Linked DNA regions of Capra hircus: region 2 is linked to region 1. The links are chromatin contacts, called in public Hi-C maps. All regions are on one chromosome and are shown on one strand. The core of a region is the stretch at or near the end of the contact, and the rest is flanking DNA. Distances in the headings are between cores, read along the strand shown.

What was found. A called contact is a pair of places that touch in the nucleus more often than the background predicts.
Region 2: a contact with region 1 is called in a Hi-C map of blood, with 10 times the contacts expected there. The contact joins the promoter of WNT9A here to the enhancer-like site in region 1. A contact is called at or near these places in 2 of 5 Hi-C or Micro-C datasets (both in blood).

What each region holds. Positions count from the first base shown.
Region 1 is chr7:105,370,121-105,376,820 of ARS1.2, reverse strand. No RefSeq gene overlaps it. Among named protein-coding and RNA genes, the nearest start is that of JMJD4, 43 kb to the right of the region's middle. Within about 2 kb of position 3,485, at least 2 of the 5 cell types and tissues checked have an H3K27ac peak or open chromatin away from gene starts, as enhancers often do.
Region 2 is chr7:105,674,067-105,680,203 of ARS1.2, reverse strand. It overlaps WNT9A (protein Wnt-9a), which reads left to right and starts at 2,316. Exons shown (of 4, transcript XM_018051577.1): 1 at 2,316-2,492. The coding sequence starts at 2,398.

The DNA of each region.
Region 1 (6,700 bases), core at 2,236-4,735:
GAAACTCCCTAACTGAGCAGAGAAGACATGAGGATGAGAGTGTATTTACTAGAGTCTCGGTCAGACAGAGTGAGCGCAGGAACCAGCTGACGCAAAGCAAAACCTGCAGGGAGGCAAGGGCAGGGGTTCCACACTGAAGACCCGAGCACTCCCCTGGGAAGGAAGACCCTATGAGAGACTGCTGGCCTTGTAACTGTGCACACTTGTGAGAAGTGCAACCTACACAGAACTGCTACACCGTCACATATACCCTGGGAGTCACAACACAAAAACCTCAGTGCACACCAGGCACTCGGGTTGCCTTTCTGTTCTTTATATAAAAGCTGCTTGCAATCAACCAAACTGATTTCACAACCCGTGTTCTACAACCTCTCAAGTGCCACTACTCCATCCTCCTAAGGGCTTATTAAATAGAGAACTTTCCACAGCATACAACTCACTGTTGGTTGGTCTTACAAGACATAAATGTCACTAAGATGTTACCTAATAAAAAGCACTTTTCTAAGATATTAGCAACAGAACACCATCAGAGCTAAACTGGACAACAGAGGATGTGTTCTGCTAACTATTATCAGCCTAAAGGAAAAGCTAACTAATGCACATGACCTTAAAATGTTATCAGTGGTAACATGACGGCCAAGTGCACTTCATGCGTCTATGTAACAGGGGTTCTCTGGCCTAACGGGTGAAAGTGAACTCCTCGGTCAGCCTACACCCTTCTCCCTAGTCTGCTCCCTGACCCTGCACACTCCTGTTCCTGCCACCCTGGCGTGACCCCGCGTACCGACCCTGCCCACCAGGCACCCCCTGCACATGCCATGCAGACAGATGTCCCTTGGCCCGAGTCTGGAGGCATGTTCTCCACTCAGCCCTTCCATTAATTACAGCAATCTCCCGTCATCTGTCCTGGCACAATTCAGCTTACACAGTGACAGCGACTCGCTTGGTGCTGCACTGCTCTTTGTCTCTTTTGGCATCTGCTGGAACTGGGCTCCCCCCAGCTGGTTCTCCGGGAGCAAGGCCCACGTCTGACTCACACTCGTGCGCCTGCCTGCGCCCAGCGCTGTGCTCCTTCACTATCACCCTGGTTTCCATCCCAGCAGCTACAGCTGCATGACAGGCAGAAGCATACTACTTTTAAATGTTTAACAAGTGGGACTGAGAACCAGAAAATCACAGCTGAGGACTTTTCTTCCTGGAATATGCTAATCAGAGATGTTTCTCACAATGAGCTGTGGCATCACCAGGGTCCCGCCTAGGACAAAACTCAGCCACCCTCAGAACTGTGTGCTGAGACCTGGGTTGCTGACTCAGTTACTTTAATGCTTTGAAATATCTTCTGAAAAAAATTAATTTGATGCAGTATAAGATGGTTTTTATTTCAGAAGTCAACAGCATTAATAGTTAAACAAAATAAGTACAAACTGTTCAAGCTACGTGAGAATTTACAGATGATCCCACTTTCTAAGGACAACGAGGCATCAGGGGGAGCCCTGAGCAGGGACCGGGCTGGCAGGGGCAGCACCAGACGCAAAAGTCACCTCTGTGCATTAGACACAAACTGGTCGCCTCAACACAAGTTCAGAGCAAAGACCATCAGGGCCTGCCCTGTGAGCAGAAAAACTGCTTCAAGTCTGTCTAGTTAAGAGCAAACCCTTCTCCCTATCCTTGGGCCCCAAATGCCCCACTGATGACACAGGAAAATGCCTACTCTATCCAGCAGCTTATATAACTGGAGCGGGAAGTCCTTTCAGAAAAAAACACAAAATGCCCCATGTCCTCAATGTAACAGGAGGTATAACAAAGAGAAAGCTGAAATGGAGAGAGATAGTAGTCTCAACTAATTACAATTTTAAAAAAACTTACTTTGTAAATTTACAAAATTATATGGCACACGGCTTGGACCTGTGGGTCCTCGGAAGGGATCAAGGGGCTGTGGGTCAAGCAGCTCTCTGAGGGCCTGTTGACAGTCAGGAGCCATCATGCTCTAACAGCCACACGGGGCCTGTCTGAAGTCAGCACAGTGCTCGTGTCCTAGTGGGCACGTGGGGGTCTGTCGGTGGTCAGACCCTGACGGCCGTGGCCCATAAGCCACGTGGAGCCCTGCTGGTGGTAAGCACGGTGCTGTGTCCCATGGTCAGAACCCCACTGCTTCAAAAGACGGTCCTACATTAATGGCCCTGTGCAGAGACTTCAATGTCCCAGAAGCTTACTTACCATTTTACAGAGATGCATGTGCTAAGCAAGATTTCTACAGGGTCAGTGAATGGGAAACCAGTCTTCTTAAATTAGATGGTCAGAGAAGGCCCCTCTCAGAAGGCAACAGTTAGCAAACAGTAAAAACAAAACTTAGGACCAAAAAACTCCTTAAGAATGCCATGCACGGACCTTGCTCTTATGATAAGAGCTCTGTGGTCTTCCTCCCCAAACCCATCACCCCAGTGGGTCATGAGGCAACATGAGACAAGGTCCAGCTTGGGAAAAGGCTACAAACCTGACCACTGTCAAGATCATCAAACTAGGGGAGTCTGAGAATCCGTAATAGTCAAGATGAGTCCAAGATGAGACTCCAAAATATCATGTGGGATCCTGGATAGGATTCTGGAACAGAACTTAAGGAAATCTGGATAAATCAGGGAATTTAGTGAGGAAAGATGTATCAATACAGACAGCTTCAGACAATGAACAGTACTAACGTAAGAGGGCAAGAACAGGGGGAACTGGGTGTAGGAGACGCGGGTACTCTGTGCTATCCTCACAACTTTTCTCAAGTCTGAAACTATTCTAAACTTTAAAAGATTATTTTAAAGATACTGGGCAAGCAAACAGCAATTTGCAACTCCTCTTTCCTAAGGTGGAATCTTCCCACCTGCCTCGTTTCCAGCCCTTGAAGCCCGGGAGACTCTCCTCCTCCCCCAGTCCCAGCCGGGCCACCTAGGCTCTCAATCTGTCTACACTATGCATTACAACAAAGGTCTCTGGAAAGTTCTTCTGGACTCTGGTTCTTAACAAACACTGGTCCACTGTTACTAGACCGCCACCTTCTGGCCACACATTGTACTAAAATAGCTCACTGAGGAGACAGAGAGACATTCCTGAGATGTCAAAGTCATGGTTTCTATCTCCGCTGTTCCTGCTGTTTCCCATACAGAACAGTAAAAACAGAGGTGCTGACAGGTGCAACACCAAGAAGGGGAACAGTGAGAAGTAAGTTCTCATCCTGGGCTCGACAGGACCTCCGTGAAGTTCCAAGCAAATGAGATATCGCTTGCTCACTGAACTCCGCATGCTGGCTTCTTCCAAACGTAACTCCTCATCCCCTGCCTTCCTCCAAATCCACAGCTGTAAGGTACACCTGCCTTGCTGGGCCAAGGCAGCTTCACAAGGGGAGGATGGCACTTCACGCTCAGTCCAGACTCAGACACATTGTAGGGATACCACTCAGAAGCTAAAGTTAGCACTGAAATGAAAACCAATCTGTCACGGTGGATGTGGCTCAGCTCATTCCATATATATACAATCCGTTACTCGGATGGGTGAGGCCATAGTCCCCAGTTAGTCAATCCAACCCCAGTCAAGCTGTTGCTGGGAAGGTGTTTGTAGATGTGGGGAAAGCTCTCAATCAGTTAACTTTAGGGGAGGGGGTCTATCCTAGACAATCTGATGGGCCTGGTTCAATCAGCTGAAAAACCTTAAAGGTATAATATCTGCAGCTTCCTTGAGAAGACAGACATTCAGTCTCTGCTCGCAGCCTCAGTTTGTGAGCAAGAGGTCCACTTTCCCCTTCCAGATGGGCGGCCCTGCAAATCTGCAGTCGCTTAGCTTCCTGCTGGCTGATCACAGCTGCAGAGTCCCTGGCGCTCACTCCCTGCTGCTCTCTAGCCCCATCTGCCACCTGTATACTAAGAGCCAGAGCTTATCATCCCCTCTTCCTCGGGGTCTGCCCTCCGTGACAGCAAGGCCCAGCAAGCATGCCCTCTTCTCACCTGCACAGTATGACGTTCTGTGCCACACAAGACATGCTCCCACCTGCCATCTCATTTGTAACATTCTGTGCCACGTTCTCTCTGTGAAACCACCATGCCTAACAATGAATCGAATGCGGTAGAGCTCCATGACAAGAAGGCTGGTTTTCAGGACTACAGGTACCTGGCATCATACCTGGTATAGATGGATTCCTCAACGGCACTGTTAAAACCAGTAGCCCACAGTGCTCTGCATCTGGTCCCACCAGCCAGGCCCTCCTTCCTCCTCTCCCTGCTGAGGCTCCCCAGGGGAAAACAGCAGTGATGAGGACTCAAAGACTTGGGTTATCAGAGGAGCTAACCAGACTGAGCTTGCAGATGGCCTTTCCTGAAGGGTCCTTCTGCTCAGGATCTGATGTTGGCCAATACAATCTACCCTTTTAGGCCCTTTTATGTAAACAGATTACATACTGAAATCAATCACTTAAGAGGAAAAGGAAATGAAAGGAACTGGAATAGTAACAAACATACCTCTTACCAACAAACTCTAACAACTGAAGTTAATAAGAAAAGATTATTACTTATTAGAAAAATCACTATAACAAGGCAGCAATGTCACCTGTAATGCTAGTATTAGAAAACAGAAGAATATTTTGACTTTTGGATTTCTTAAGCAGGGCTCAAAAATAAACTTATGGGGAAAAGTGGTGGATCTGACTATAGCAAGATTAGAGGTTTCTGTAATGGAGGCTGACAGTCTGGGAGACATATCTGTCGTCTCTAAATCAACGAGGGATGACTATCTAGAATGAATGATGAACCCCTATAATTATATCAGAGAGAAAAAAAAAAGCCTAGTAGAAAAACAAAAACAAACAGAACGAGCAACCCACAGAGAAAAATCTGCGAGACCAAAAAGCAACTAAAAGGTGTCTGATATTTCATCTCACAATCAAAAAAATAAAAATACCATCAAGATACCACTTGACACCCTCACATCCACATGTCCTGCCACCCACACTGGACCCTGGGGCAAGACTCAGCTCTACCCTCCACACCCCACAGAGACCTGCAAGAGGATACTGAAGCCACACTGCCAAGAAAAGCAAAGGTTTTTCACAATCTTTGTAAACGCTAAAAATCACACAAAAACTATGCTGCACAGTTATCAAAAATTCTGACATCCAAACACACATCTGGAAGGTGGGCTTGGAAGACCTCAACTAAGTGCCAAGAAAACCAAGAGTGATGTGGGGTCCGGGTGGACACACACCAGAGCAGGTGGAGACGATGCTAGCTAAGACCCTAAAGTGTTGGTTCTCAAATCAAACAGAGGAAAGAGGTGAAAACATCTAACTTGGGAGCTTTCCTTCTTCTGAAAGTGTCACCAGAACCTTTCTGACCTGCTTGGAAACCACACCTCTAAAGGAAATGATAAAATTGAGTGATCTGATATTCAGAGGGTAAATACCAAGAAAAATGGTCTGAAAATATTTTTATTTGCAAGCAAATGGGCAGTCGCTAGTGAGCTGAAACCAGCAGTTGCTGTGTGATGCATCGTGGTCAGTATGCACCATGGGTGGGCTGAGTTTGACTGTGACTTTACAGGTTTTGTGCACAGACTGTTTTGATGATCACTCACCTGCTTGCCAGACTGAGTAGCTTTTCTCTGCTAGGGAAGAGGTTCTAGTGCTTCTGAGCATCATGGCAACTTCTAATAACTCGATCTTCTCGCTGAACTGTACTTCCAAAATGGGGATAACCTCTGGCATCTTGGCAGATATCAAATGATAAGTTATATCTGGCTTCCCAATGAACCGCTGGCGGATGCTAATTTCATAAGGTGTGTGGACCTTGATATCATCCACATCTTCTCTTTCGAATCTGTGCATGAGCAAAGAATCTGAGTTGTAGATTTCCAACCCAGAAACAAGGACGGTAAGTCTTCCTGGTTTAACATGAGATTCTGTTCTTTGGGAAATAACAGCAGGAACTTGGATCACTATCCCTTCTTTTCCAAGAGCTTTGGAGTCAGCCATGGAGGTGTCCCACTTGGGCTTTGTCTCCGATGGCGTCTTCCAAAGCTTGGAGCTAAAGGGCCACCAAGAAGGAGACTCCAGTTCAGTCAGCAACCTAAAAAAGCAAACAACACACAGAAAGCAGAAAATCAGTTGTTAATTTTTTTTTCTTTTTGGAAAATTGCTTTGACCTTTATAAAGAATGTTACCATTTTATAGTTTTCTTTTCCACAAGCATTCCAAGAAGCAGCAAAAGCAGGAATTATTATCCTCATGTTTTAAAAAAGAAAACTGAGGCTAAGAGCAGTGGGACATTTGTCTACAGATACACAGATAACCAGGAGTAGATACACAACAAAAACATCTTCTGACTAGAACACTGCTCTTTTCACTCTTGACCTGGGGTAGTTTGACCAAAATAAATCCTGATCATAACCTTTAGAGAACCCTAATAGAACTTTCTGCAGTAATCTGTATTTCCTAATACAGCAATGGAGACACATGGCTACTGGGCACCTGAAATATAGCCAAAGCAATGATGAACTGAATTTTAAACTTAATTTTAATGTGGTTAGTGGCTATCATATTGGACAACACAGCTCTAACTTAACCACTAATACATCAAGAGATGTATCTAAAAAGTCATTAAGAAAGGAAAACAGTGGAAGGAAGAAAGGAAAAGGAACAAAAGAATAGATCAAATGAACAGGAAACAAA
Region 2 (6,137 bases), core at 1,067-3,566, 300 kb before region 1:
CATCACTCCAGGGGCGGCCCCACCTAGACCCTCAGGTGTATTCCCAATGTTACTATGTACCAGGCACTGCCACCCACCTCAGCCTTCTCCCATGTTGCACGGCCTAGCAAAGCCTGGTCTTCCTATTCCCTGGACTGAAGGTGTCCCTGCTGATACGTGGGGGAGGCTTAGCGCTCAAAAACAGGTGCTTTGGGGCCACTGCAATAGCCCCCAAGCTGCTATGAGCTGGCAGCCCCTGATGAAAACCCTCATTCCCCTTCCACAGATGGCACTCATCTTTCCAGCACCCGTTGCACTGTGCCCCGCCCCCTGGTTGCTGGCTGGAGCCTCAGCTGGCCGCCTCTTTCTTTGGGACTTGCTGGGTGGCCAAAGGAGAACCCTCCACTCCGCATGGAAAGAGACTCTATTAAGGCCTGCAGCGCCTTCCAGACACGCTTACAATCTCACCTTTCACTTTTTTGGGACGCAATCTCTGTGCCTTTAAAGATGTCATCAGTCTGCGTCCCCTCAGCTCATGCCTCACGCTTCCGGGGTGTGGCAGCCAGGACTTCAGGTGGAGGCCTTGGGGGTTGAACTCAGACACGTGGAAGTACGGCATGACAGGGTGTCCCCTAGCCCTCCAGCCTGGGTGGGCTGGAGCAGCTTTGGTGTTCTCTTTGCTGTGGCAGCCCTGTTGAAGTGGCTGAGTGTGGTGTGAGCAGACGAGAGTGCTGGAGAGCCCCCTCCTACATGAGGAGTCCCTGGGGTGGGGGATGACGTGAGGCTGGTCACACCCACAGAAGCAAAACCATGGGTGGAGGTTTCTGCAGCGCGACATTACAACTTAGAAAAAGACATTATGATTCCCTAGAGTTGGATGCCTCTCAGATGGGGAAATTGAGGCCCAGAGAGGAAGTGATTTGCCCACGCCCCATCTCCTCTCTGCCCTCTTTTCACCAGCCCAGCACTGGGAGGCCCCTAGGGAGGATGGGGTATGCTCAGTGGGTGGCCTTCTAACAGAGGTGGGAGCCCAGGCATGTGTTGCGCTCCCTGCGCCACTCTCCGGCTACCTGTTTTGCCCTCCTGTTTTGCCTTTCAGTCCTTGTCCTGACTGACGTCACTAAGCAGATCTTCAGAACCCATTAACCCAGCCTTTAGAGGTGCTCAGACCCCCAGACTCTGGGTCACTGTGCCCAGAAGCAGCAGCTCAGTACGGATGGCTGTTAGAAAACTGTGCTTTCCCCTGCAGGCCCAGGACTTGAGGGCCCCCACAGTACTGGCCAAGTGGACCCATGGAGCCTCTACGGTCACCCGAAGGCTGGCATTTCGGGGACACGTTTCCCATATCCTGAACCTCAGAGCTCTCCCCGCTGTGGCTGTTGACACCCTGGCCCAGCGGTCTCTAAGGATTCTCCTTGAACCCATCCTGTTGTTAATTTGTGTTATCTGTTTTAATCTGGGGTTTGGGTTCTCGGACCCTGACTTACTTCAGCAGTGACTCTGCATCGTCTCTCCTCCCTGTCCCTGGCAGCTCCTGTTGCCTCTACCCGTGCCAAGCCCCCTACGTCCAGTCCTCACAGCAGAGGTTCTGAGAAGGAGGTCACCCGGGGATCAGCGCTGGCAGTGACCTCAGCCAGCTCCTCCTTCGATTTAAGAATAGGGAGACAAAGGTCCCAAAAGGTCGATCGACCTGGCCGCACCATCCCTGATCAGGTCGCCTCATTCCCAAGGCAACAACCCAGGGAGCAGCGCCCGTCTGGCCTCGCAAAGGCAGGGGCATCACCTGCTGGCTTGTCTCCCCTTTCACGCAAACTCCTCTGGGAGCCGACAAGCTAGCTCCAGCTCCGGGCTGACACCCGAGTCCCCCGCGGCACCACCCGCTCGAGTGCTGGCCAAGAGCTCCGCCCCGGCCCCGCCCCAGGTCACACCCCGCCCCCGCAGCTGCACCGGACCGCCCACTTCCAGATTCCGCCGGCGTTCCCACTCGCCCGCTCGCACCCGGCGAGCCGCGCAGCGCCAGCCTCGCCGTCTTGCCCCAGGCCACCAACACTCCGCCTTGGCTCCACCCACGCCCACAGCCGCTCGCGGGCTCGCTCCCTTCCCCGGGCCCCCGCCGCGCTCCCGCCCCTTCCGGCCGCGCCGGTTCCCACCCGCCCCTCGCGTGCCTGGCTTCCCACGCGCGAGGCGCGCCCTGGGACCCGAGCGGCCCGGAGGCAGCAGGGCCGGGCTGCGCGCGGGCTCGGGTTTCGGCCCGCCCCCGGCGCCGGCGTGACCCCTCCCCGGGCGCGGGCGGGGCCGGGCCAGCTGGCCGGCGCCCCGCCCCCGGCCTGGCGCTCCGGGCGCTATAAGAGGGCGGCGGCCGCGGGGCGCCCAGCGCGGGGCCGGGAGCGCGATGGTCAGCCGCCGCGGCGCGGCAAGATGCTGGATGGGCCCCTGCTGGCGCGCTGGCTGGCCGCGGCCTTCGCGCTGACGCTGCTGCTCGCCGCGCTGCGCCCCTCGGCCGCCTACTTCGGGTAGGTGCCTCGGCGGCCCGGCGGGCGGGGCGGGCGGGCCGGGCCCGAGGCCGGCGCGGGCGCGAGGGCGGGGGCGATCCAGGTGCGCGGGGCGCGGTGCCCGGGCTGGCGAGGGGCGCCGGGTTGCCTGGAGCTGTTTGTTTGCGGCGCCCGCGTCGCTGGGTTCGGGAGTCGGTGTCCCTGTGGCACGGCTCACGCAGAGGGGCCGGCGTGCCCGGCTGGCTGGCGTGAGGCCCCGGTCCTTCGTGACCCCGGAGCCGTAGTCCCTGTGGCCGCGCCCGCGGCCGTGCGCGAGGCTCCCTGCAGCTGCGGGACCAAGCTCTGGTGATCGGCTGCCTTTGGCTGGGATTTCTAGCCAAACGTCTGGAGCCTCCCTGGCCCCTGCACACCCACCCGCCTTGCAGTTTCCCCCTCCTTTCTCTCCCCGAGAAGTTAATTTAACAACAACAAAAAAATACGTACAAAATCCAGATGTTCCTTGCACTGAGCCCCAAAGGGGGAAAAACTCCAGGCTGGAGGAATTTTATTTTTCTTGCGCTTTGCTTCTGACGTTCGCTCGGGCCGCGACCCGCGGGAGCGCGTCTGTGGGACCTCTCTGGTGCGCCGGGCCCGGGCGGGCTGTGAATGCTGCCTCCAGCCGCCTCCCGGGTCGCTGCCCCGCGCGCTTCTCCGCAGCAGCAGTTTTCGTGGTTTTGGCTCGTCTCTCCCCATCGTTCTTTCCTGCCCTTCCTGGTTCCTCGCTCCCAGATCTGGGATGTCCTGCCAGGCGAGCTCTGGGGACCCTCGCTGTACTCTGCAGATGGGCCCCCGAGGTTTGTGTGGCATCGTGTAGGCAGCCCTCCGGCCCTCCCCAGCCGCCCCGCCTCCTGCCCCCGTGCCACTCCTGGAGCGGAGGCCACCCTCGAGTCCCGCCCAGACCCCGTCCGGGGTGCCTTATGCCCGTTCCGGGCTGCCGCCCTGCGCCCGTTGTCACCTGTTACCTCTCCCGTGGACCAGGCGCTGCGCGCAGCGGCCTGGCCGGCAGAGGGCCCCGTTGGTCCAGAAATGTGGCACTGCCAGGGCGGGGAGAGGCAGACTGGGCGAGAAGCCCTGCAGGTGTATCCTGTTCTCAAAGAAAATAAAATATTTTCATGGGAAACTTTCCCTTTGTGTTTTTCTCCCCGCGCCCACTTCTCCTGTTCCCTTCCCCTGGGTTGTCTCCCAGGGTCAGGTCCTTGTCTTCTCACCCTGGAGACCCCACCCCGAAGCCAGGGCTGTGGCTGTGAGTTCGGCCTGCCTGGGGCTCAGGCTGTGCAGAGGCTGGCACGCCCCTGCATGCCATCTGTGCAGCCTTTGCCTCACCCTCTCGGGCAGAGGGAGGGTCAGAGGCTGGCTGTCTGGCTGCAGGTCCGCGGTGAGTCACGATGGCCTGTCAGCCAGCTGTGCCTTTGCGCTGTCCAGGCGCTGCCGTGGGTCTGCTCACCAGGCTCCAGACACACCCTGGGCTCGTCTGCGCCACTCTGTGCTCTGTGCGGAGTCCCTGCTGCCCGCTTTTACTCTCCGGGAAGGTCGGATCCACAGAGTGGTTTTCAGGGTCCTGGCTCCCATCCTTCACCCCCGCCCCTGCAGCATCTCTCTTTCTCCCTGTTTTCTCTGCGCTTTGTACCTCCTGGGAAGTCTCCTTGGCTCCCTTGAAGAGAATAACCCCCAGGGGCTGTGTGGCAAGTTGAGAGGGCTTGGCGCACCTGCGGCTTCTCCAGTTAGCCCTTTTGGCCCTGCTTTTAAATCCCAGAGGTCACCTCAAGTGGGCTTCTCAAGTCCTGCCCCGTGGAAGACTGCCCCAGAGGAAGAGGCTATGCTTGCTCTGCTGGAGGGCACTTCCCCTCTGTCTCCTCCACACCAGGCAAGAGAGACAAGACTCAGCTTGGTGGACGAAAGTCCTGGAGGGGTGGCAGGCTCCGTGCCAGCTGAGCAAGCAAAGGAGAGAAGGGACCTGGTGCTGGAGTCCACTCAGGATAGCACAGGGCATAAAGACCCAGCCTCCGGCCGGCAGTGAGCAGCTGAACCTGGGTCTGGGGCTTTTTCTCCTGGCCTAGTAAAGGGACAGGAGCCAGCGGGTAGGGGGAGGAGGAGATGGCCCAAGGCAGGCAGGGCCAGGCAGGGCTGGGCCAGAGCCAGGGGGCCTCCCTGTGCCTTGTGCTGGGGCTCCCCTCCCCACCCCGAGTACGGAGGGAACCGGGGAAGGAGCTGGGATCCAGCCCTCCTCTCCCTTCCCCCACTCTGAAAGCTCTGCCTGGCACAGAGGCGCACAGGCAGGGCAGCTCCAGTTACAGCCCAGAAACCCGGAGAGGCTGGCCTGGGGGAGGATCACGTGGGCGGTGGGAGCCCTCCCTGCCCTGCCCCCCCACCCCCCTCGGCCTGCAACCCAAGCCGCCCTGCCTCTGCTGTCCTCCTCAGCCTCTGGCCACCAGGCTGGGCCCCGCAGGTCATCTGCCTGCCATGGAAAAGGGGCTCCTCTCTCTTCCTGCCAGGCCTGACCCTGCTTTTCGGCGTGATTAGCAGGTGGTGTTTCCATCTGATTATCCTGGGGCTACCGAGATGTCTGTGCTCTGGGGGCCTAGACAGCTTGGCCTGATGCCCTCTTGGAAGGAAGTGGAGCCTGGCTCTAAGCAGGAAGAGGCTGTCCCAAGGGCTTGCGGCAAGTTTGAGATATAAACTTGGACACCCCTCCTTGCCACCAACGACCTCCCCCCCTTCCCCCTGCCGCCCTGTCCCACTCCATAGATCTGGGTGGGCTCTCCGGTACTCAGCTTCTCTCTAGGTGTTATCCTCAGGTGAGAATATGGAGGTAAAGGGTGGGTCATGTATGCTGAAAGCTGCTCAGGAAGGGATGCCCCAGACCCTGGGGCAGGCTACCCTTGTGCTTCTCTGAGCCTGGAGTTAGGGACTGGGGCTGGGATTTGGGGATCTGTGCCAGCCAAAGCATTGCCTGGGCTCCCTGGCACTTTACTGCCTTCTTCTTAGAGGTCCCATGTGCTGAGGCAGCCCCCAGCAGAGGCCCCTAGGGAAGCTGCGAGACAGGCATCCAGGAGCTGCCCAGGCGAGTGGAGGCCTGAGGCTTCCAAGGTGATTAATCTTCAGAGGAAGCAAGAAGGGGCACAGTGAGCACTGAGGTTCTTCCAGGTGTTGGCCTCAGCACTCCGCATTACGCTGGAAGCATTTGCAGGTTACCGAGGGGGAGCAGGGCACTGCTGTGAGGTCTGTGGGTTTGTCCCAACTTTCTGCTCCAGGCAGCCTGGAGGCCTGCATGCGTGAGGCAGCGCAGGCATGTCGTTGAGGGCTTCCCTAGTCTATGAGAGGTGCTGGCAGTCAATGTAATTGGCAGCTGAGGTGCTCTGGACTGTTGCGAATGGGGGGCGAGTGCTTTTTGTTATTGAGATGTAACTCACATCCTCTCTATTAGTTGATGCATACAGTTCAGTGGTTTTTAATACATCCACAAGGCTGTGCAACCAGCACTGCTCTCTAATTCCAGAACATTTTCATCACCCCAGAAACTTTATATCCCCCTCCCCCTCCCCCAGCCCCTGGCAACCGCTAATCCACTTTCTGTTTCTGTGGATTTGCCTGTTCTGGACATTTCATATAAACGGAATCATACCGTAT